Linked DNA regions of Mus musculus: region 2 is linked to region 1. Evidence: chromatin contacts called from public promoter capture Hi-C data. All regions are on one chromosome and are shown on one strand. The core of a region is the stretch at or near the end of the contact, and the rest is flanking DNA. Distances in the headings are between cores, read along the strand shown. Region 1 holds the start of Serpinb10 (serine (or cysteine) peptidase inhibitor, clade B (ovalbumin), member 10). Region 2 holds the start of Serpinb8 (serine (or cysteine) peptidase inhibitor, clade B, member 8).

Evidence for each region. Promoter capture Hi-C pulls out the DNA fragments that hold promoters and counts their contacts.
Region 2: a contact with region 1 is called in a promoter capture Hi-C map of macrophages, with 5 read pairs. The contact joins the promoter of Serpinb8 here to the promoter of Serpinb10 in region 1. A contact is called at or near these places in 18 of 39 promoter capture datasets (the 3T3-L1 cell line, 3T3-L1-derived adipocytes, the HPC-7 cell line and 14 more), 3 of 484 Hi-C or Micro-C datasets (monocyte-dendritic cell progenitors, peritoneal macrophages and pre-pro-B cells), 1 of 115 datasets of contacts at active chromatin or transcription factors (CD8 T cells) and 4 of 9 other capture datasets (adipose tissue, bone marrow-derived macrophages, liver and 1 more).

What each region holds. Positions count from the first base shown.
Region 1 is chr1:107,526,738-107,530,797 of GRCm38.p6, reverse strand. It overlaps Serpinb10 (serine (or cysteine) peptidase inhibitor, clade B (ovalbumin), member 10), which reads right to left and starts at 1,795. Exons shown (of 8, transcript NM_198028.3): 1 at 1,707-1,795.
Region 2 is chr1:107,587,740-107,591,799 of GRCm38.p6, reverse strand. It overlaps Serpinb8 (serine (or cysteine) peptidase inhibitor, clade B, member 8), which reads right to left and starts at 1,794. Exons shown (of 7, transcript NM_011459.4): 1 at 1,513-1,794.

The DNA of each region.
Region 1 (4,060 bases), core at 546-3,045:
TAAACTACCACCTAGCCCAACAGTCAGAAATTCCTGCAAGGTACACAACTCTAAGATGATATTTTATTGGAAATAATTTAGATATAAATATTGAGTAATCAGGAGCTTACTGTATCATAGTCTCTTTCCCTCTGTATCTGCGTTTACGTTTGTGTCTGTGTCTGTCTTTCTCTCCCGTGTGTGTGTGTGTGTGTGTGTATGTTATTCATACATATGTGTGCATGTATGTGTGGGTATACATACATGTTGAGACATAGGACAATCTTCAATTGTTTCTCATGAGATACCTGCCATTCTTTTTTGAGACAAGGTATGCCACTGGGCTGAGATTATGGAGTAAGGTAGGCTGGCTGACTAGCAAGTCTCAAGGATCTACCTGTCTCTACCTCCCTAGCACTGAGATCAGAAATGGGAAGTACCATGCCTACCTTTTTACATGAGTTCTGGAGACCAACCTCAGGTCTTTATGCTTATGATGCAAGCACTTTATTGATTTAACTATCTGCCCATCCCCCTACTGCATCATTTACAAAATGAATTGCTATTTTGAAAATTTTAGAAGTGTAAACTGAATATATAGAATACAGTATACATAATATTAGCTACACACACTGAAAAGAGTGTGAAGAAAGTAAAAAAAAATCTTAAAATCCACCATTATAAATAAGCACACCTCTAGCATAACAGCTTGGACAGAACCTTAGAATCACCATAGTCCAATACACCAATTTAATCTCCTAAAAGCTCAGGACCAGAGAAATTAGATGGGCTGTCTAAGGATGCACAGCTAATGAACAGTGAGAAGTTTAACCCTGTTCTCTTTATTATGAATACAAATTTCATGGTCAGTGTAGCTAATGGTCTGTAGAATTTTGATGGTAAGAGCAAGATTGAATAATATAGGACCAACAAAAGAAGTATAAAAGATGGATGAGGAAGAAGTAGTGGATGTGACAAGAGGGGAACACCATTGTTCTTTGTCCTATGAAAAGTACCTAAGATCCCTTGCTAGTCCTCTCTGATGACAGTTCTGAATCTTACATTATGAAACTGCTGGAAATAGAATATGAGAATGTCATTGTCTCCCAGCATTTCTTTTCTTGCCAGAATCCTTTTCTGAGGCAGTTGTTATGTCGGAGGGGTTCTGAAGAGTAAGGTGTGCTCAGAGACTCTGTGTCCCACAGCAGAGAAAGGAGCTAAAGGCACATGGCATGCTGACAGGCAGGAGAACGGGTTATAGAGAGGGCATAACCAAATGATTAGTTCCACCTATAAAAGTCACACTGTCAAGCTGCCCTGTATGAACGGTTAGAAGGAGTGGGATTCAATTATTTTAAGAATGCTTTATTTCCCTTTGTTAAATTGGCAGATACAACTCAGAAACTGGCAAATCCAGACATGACTGAGGGAGCGAAATCCACACGTGTTTTTCACGTGTGGATTTCAAAGGAGAGCAGTCAAAGCTTCCTTGATATTAATGATATCTCCTCTCAGTCAATCAAACTTGATATTAATGATATCTTCCTCTCAGTCAATCAAACTTTACACCACCTCAATCTGAAATATCTGACTTGTTCAGAAAAATGATAAAAGAGCAGAACCTCACCTGTTATCACAAGTTTCAAGTAGAGGTCTTGGTAATTTGTTAGGTACTAAAATAACAAAAATATAAACATTTTTTTTAATTGAAGAAATATTTACAGTACCTTATTTTCCTCTCCTGGAGCAAACTTGACAAATTGTGCTTTTAGGAAAAGACTGTGGCTGAAAAGTTAGGTAACTTTTAACTGAAGAAACTTAAAAGAAAAAAATGTAGCCCCTCCTTCTTCTGAGCCCCACCCTTGATTCACTTTCACAAGCCAGAACACTCTTCCTTTTCCAGGCTTATCTTGGCCAAAACTTCAAATAACTCAGAGAGGTAGACAGCAGAGTTCTTGCCTGAATTATTAATTACTAGCATTTTCCATGCAGGACTGCATGCAGAGACCTGAATTCTGACAAATTGTAACTCATACATTCCAAGTTAAATCCCTTCTGTAGGTTGCCAAGTAACAGCAATTATTATGGTTTCCACTGGTATGTTTCTAAGAAAAAAAAAAAAAGAACAGTTTCAAATGGAATAATAACGGGACATAAAATGGAAAACATTATCAATGCATGATTTGTTGCTGATCTGTTAAGGTATCCTTTAAAGTGTTCTGTGAGAAACACATAGGCTTAGTTCTGCTCTCTCTTGCAACACTAGAATAGAACCTAGGGTGTGACTTGGATCCGGGTCAGTTCCTCTATCAACAGGAACAAGACTTCCGTTACTGTTTTGGATACCTTTGTTATGTGGGACATTGCTCACCATTTTCTGCTTTTCTTGGTTTTCCCCACTGGCCTTCAGTGGCCATTCTTCTTTATCACATAGGAAAAAGCAAGAGAACACCAGTGTCACTGTCAGGCATGTAGAGCAATGGTGATGAGAATGAAGAGAGTTATAGGAATGCCATAAAAGCCCAGAGGACCGAGAGCCCTTTCCATGCACTGATGGTTCCACTTTTCATATATATACAGTTTTTCTGGTAAACTGACGACCGCTATGGAGGCCATGGTGAAGTGGAACTCTGGATTGCACAAGTGAATGAAGCTTGTGGTAGGAAATTTGATGTGCCTACTGAGCCTGTAAAGAGCAGATATGATTATTCATTTCCAGCTGTATTTTTAGCTGAATGCATCAGACAGAGGCTCCAGATAGACAGACCACTGACATTGACTGACAACAGCTCAGCAGGCTAACTAGGGATGCATCCCTGTTTAGGGAGAGGCTTGTTCTGGTAGTTTATGCTGCTTATTTTGCTATCTTGATACTAGTTATCCAGTGATATCTAGATATCTGAATACATTTATATCTAGATTCTGCTGAAGGAACCAATTTGCTCATCTTTTCCAAAGTCATGAGACAAAGGTGTTCTTATTCTTCTCCATAAACCTCTTCTTTCCTACTTAATTAAAATTCTTATTTAAAAATGTACTGTCTATATCAATTGAATCGTGCTTGTGTGTTAATTTGTTTCTTATTAGGGCAAAAAAAGAGCAAGTAATGGAACCTGGTAGTATAGACCCCTAATGCTAACTATTCAGGTGGCCAAAGCGGAAGGATTATATGTGCAAGGCCAGCCTGGGCAACTTAATTAGTCTCTGTTTCAAAAATACATAGACTGGGTTTGAAGCTCAGTGGTAGAATGCTTCCTTAGCATATGTGAGGTAACAGGTTCAATAGCTAATACCACAAATACATAAAAGACAAAGGAACAAGAGTAGAAGGAGAAAGAGAGAGGGGGATGGAGAGGGACAGGGACAGGGAGACGGAGAGAGAGAGTGAAAGAGAGAGAAGGAGAGAGAGAGAGAGTAGGAAAGAGAGAGGGAGAGGGAAGGAGAAAGGTAGAGAATGTGAAGTAATATAGTACATTGACTTTATTGTGATAATTTTGTTTTTGTTACTGCTGTTTATTGTGTATGTACATATCACATTATGCACACATGTCACTAGTAAGGAAGAAGAATAGGAACAAAAAGAAGTAGGAGTGTAAGTAGAGCCACACCTTTGAGTCACACAATAGTTATGTTTAGACAAATTATTAGGTATTCCAAAACTTTTAGAAACAGAAAATATGTATGTACCAAAAAAAAAAAAATCATTTCAGTAGAAACCCAGAAGGAAATAGGGAGAATTAACCAATTCAAATTATTGCGTCCCGCTCGACCGGCAAGAAAGACGCAACAAACCAGAATCTTCCGCGGCAAGAGCTTTCTTGCTTGCTTCTCAGGAAGATTCCGAACCGGGAAAATGGCGCTGCTTTTATAACCAGCAGCATGACGTTTCAGCACCTGATATGGCGTGACAGCTCCTGATTCGTTGCTTGCCCATCACCCCACTATTACACCCCAAGAATGGGAGTGACTAGGAGAGAATTCACTCTCGCACCTGCGTACAAGGCTTGCTTACTAGTTAGGCACAGCGGAGGCGATTGCTCGCGGCACACACGGCTCTCCTCAGAGATTACTGGCGGCACGC
Region 2 (4,060 bases), core at 545-3,044, 61 kb before region 1:
CTTGAAAAAGTACACTGAAACATGCTGTCTTCCCAAAGAAGCTGACTCTGACAACCTGAGTGGGAATTCTGAAGGTGGTAAAAAAGCAAAACTTCAGGCTGAGAAATTGGCAGGTACAAAAAAGAATGCAGCAGATCACATCTGTATGGTATTTAGGGGTGTGATCTATGTGGGATCCTGTGAGACACAAGGGGGAGATGAGTCTCTTTTGCTGAATTTGTGAGTATAAGCATAGACTGGGAGCTGGAAGCCATATAGAGTTTTTCTACCAAGCATGTTACATGTAGCTCTTGGGCTTGAAGAAAATGACACAGCTCACTATTGTGTGTGGAAAGGGGCTGGAGAGTCTTTTGGTAGGCCACCATGATGGACCAGTGAGTGTTGATACAGATGAAACCCTGGAGAAGTAGGAATTGTCAGACAGAGTGATGGCTGCACATTACAAAGAAGGGAGGAGTCCAGAATCAAAAATAAAGTTCCATGCTAAATGTTTACTTAGATTGGGTCAAGAATCTTAGCAAGTTCCTATGAAGAATTGGCTTGGAATGGGGAAGGTGATGCATTCCATTTGAGATGTGTGAGACACACCAGGTCATCTGAGGCTGTAAGGTGACAGCCAGTGTAGTTTGGAAATAAAGGTAGGGCTAGAGATGAGCAGACATTCCAAAGCAAGAGTTAGGGGCCCTGGGGATCTGGAATCCAAGACAACCTAAGCTAACAGATGAAATGGTTTAGATCCTATGAATGGTGGAGGTACTGTAAGAGAAGCCCACCTTACTCTAGGTGCTGTCCATGTAAAAGGAAGAGAGAGAAAACACAAATAAAACCAAAATCATGACCTCGGGATCAAGGAGTTATTGGGAGAAGCCGGAGGATATAACTGTGTGTTCCACAGATACACAGCCTAGATTAGGAGCCCATGATATGAGAAAGAGAGCCCTTGGGAAGAAGTCTGGACCTAAGGTGCAGAGCTGTAGGGCGGGTGCCTGAAAACTGGAAAGTGGGGAATTTAGCTGAAGAGCAACCATTACACAAGTTAAAGGATTGTAGGTAAAAAAGAACTGTTTCAAGTTGACAAGAAGTAATTAATAAACAAAAGATAAAAGAACTTTAAAAAGGAGGGGAGTGGCTAGTGGAGTGGATAGGTGGGTGGGAGAGAGAGGTCAGAGACAGGAAATAAAGAAGGCTTTAAGCTGCACAGTGGAGAGGACTTGTATTTCTGCCCCGAAGGAGCCAGCACTGCAAACAAGTGTGAGGCTCCAGGTAAATTCCGGACATGTTGCAGGTTGCTCCCTAGCCTTATTTTTGTACCCTTGGCTTCTCCCAGTCGCAGTTAGAAAAAGCTCCAGCGCTCCCTAAAGGAAATGAAAGCCCAGGGCTTGAAATAGCAAGTGTCAGGCGCCCAGCCAATCACTAGAAGCCGACAGCAGGTTTGCAACTCAGGGTGCCCATGCCTTCTGTCAGCTTTGCTGAGACACACCTGACCCCTAACAGCCCAACCGCACTTCTTACCTCTCTGTCACTGGAGTCCTCTGCTAACTCCTGGGCTCTTTAACTTTGGTGAGATCCTGGCCTTTCTCCTTCTTGGCTTCTGTCCAGGTTCTTCAGTGCCAGTATCTATCCTAGGCCCCCGGGGTCTGAGAGGTTTGAGAGCCTCTCCCACAGCTTCACCTTGAAGATACCTGCTGCTGTGGCTGATCCTGCTGCTATTCTTGCTTTGTGGATACTTAAAGTCTGTCCTGATCCTCCTGATCGGGGCAAGGCGCCTGTCGGGTGACTCAGAACATAATGCACAGACTTGAACACTCTGTGACTCACACTTCCCACAGTGGGATCTGGGAGGAGCCAGAGCCTGGCCAGGCAGCTTCTTGGGCAGGGGTGGAGTAGGTTGGGGGCTGGGAGGGTGGGAAGGTGGTGGGTGTCAGCTGACACTTGTATTTGTGTTTGATTATGTGAATGCAAGAGCCGGTTGGCAGTTGGAATTTAACTTTCAAAATTAACCAAAGGCAAACCAGGAATCGCAACTGCTCTCAGGGCAAAAGCAACTGTTTTGCTTGGCAACCTAGCTTTTGGCATGCATCCTCAAAATTAATCACATGATTATATGCTAAATGTTAATCACAAACAACTGTTGTAACACACACACTTTTTTTTAAAAGCAAGAAGGCTTGAAAATTAGGAATAAACACATTTTTTACTGCAAAAATTCATGTACTTTTTTGGAGACCTGAGTGGTTGTGTGTGCGTGTGCGTGTGCGTGTGCGTGTGCGTGTGTGTGTGTGTGTTTGTGTTTGTGTGTGTTTTAGTTGGATATTTTGACAATGATTTGAAGACCTGGTTTAATTTTGATTTATTAGTGACTGGATTGTTGGCTATACTGAAGAAAAGACATCTCAGGAACTGAGCTGATTAAAATGAAATGCAAGCTTTCTTTCTTAAGCCTTTACCCTTGGTTTTTAATTTCTACGCTAGCTCATTTGTTTGGTATTAAATATTCAAAATGTTAAGAACATTTTAAGAACACTGGACTTCTACTTGGAAGATCATTATGAAGGTTAGAAGGTAAATTTCCAAGCCTCCAAGACTTATGTGTTCTAGCCATCAAAGCATATGACCATGTGAAGATCAAGTAAGTTATTCTTAAGATGGTAACTACGGTTTCAAAGAACAGTTCATATCTCATTGACTGAACAAAAGAGCCTTTATCTGCTAGGGGATCAATTGTGCTTTTTAACAAAAGCATTCTCCATATATTCTTGGAGGCACTTAACCAACACAGAAAAGTTCAGCATACTTAGATTGGTGGCCCTTAAAAAACAAGAACTGAACAAGGATAACAACAATAGACATGCCAGAATAGAAGGGAATCTCCAACCCCACACAGAGAACTCCAGACAACTAATGAGCTCTGAAATGGGAGACTCTGCTCTGGGGAAGAGCCGACCATCTGGTCATTCAGAAACAGATGGTCAGCCCTGGAAACATACATATGAGTAACATATAGACTCAGCAGTTTGTCTTTTACATAGTTAGGAATATATATGTATGTACATATACACATGATAGTGGTGAAAGGAAAGAAATGGCTACAAATCTGAAAGAGAGCAGGGATGGTGTATAGGAGTTTTTGGATGGATAAAAGAAAGATAAGGGATAAATGATGTAATATCTCAAATAAAAATTATATTTTAAAATCTGCAAGTATGTGATTATTTCCTTTTAAAAACACTCATAGAAGCCTTGATGTTTACCAAAATAGGTTAGTAGTTGTTGGGCTACTTACACAACACATAATCATCTCTAATCATTGCTTTTGAATCACAGCAGTAATACTCAATGCCAATCTTCCCTTGCAGTGCCCTGCTGAGAGAACAGGAAAAGCTCTCAGCACTGTTCATCATAGAGCAGGGCTTCTCCCTCTGTGCCCATGCAGACTCCAAGCCAAGGTGCAGTACAAAACCATGTTTCTTGGTTCTAAAGTCTTTGGAGCTGTACTCTGCTTCTAGAAAGGGACTGGAAAGCCTAACATACAAGAAATATAGGCACAGACACTAAGATTGAGAGCATCATAACCATTTTGAAATGTAATCCTTGCATATATATATATATATATATGTATATATATATATGTGTGTGTGTGTGTGTGTGTATATATATATGTATATATATATATACATATATATATATATATATATATATATATATATATATATAAAATCACCACCACTACTAGTCAAAGTATTATTCCTAGGAAGTATTAAAAATGAACTGCAGCCCTTGCTTGCCTTTAAACCTAAGTAGAACAGATAGTCCCAAGGTACGTGACTATGCCAGGAAGGCCTTACTCTCAAGCACACTTATCTAGAATTAACTCTTTTCTTCTTTGTGGACTTATGACTAGCTATCACCTCCCCTCTTTTTACAATATCCTTACCTCTTTTCTTTTTCTTTCCTTTCCTCTCCTCTCCTCTCCTCCCTCACTCCTCTCTTCTTTCTCCTTCCTGTTTTATTGTTTTTCTTTGTTTGGTTGGATTTTGCAGTTGCTTTGCTTTAAGAGAAG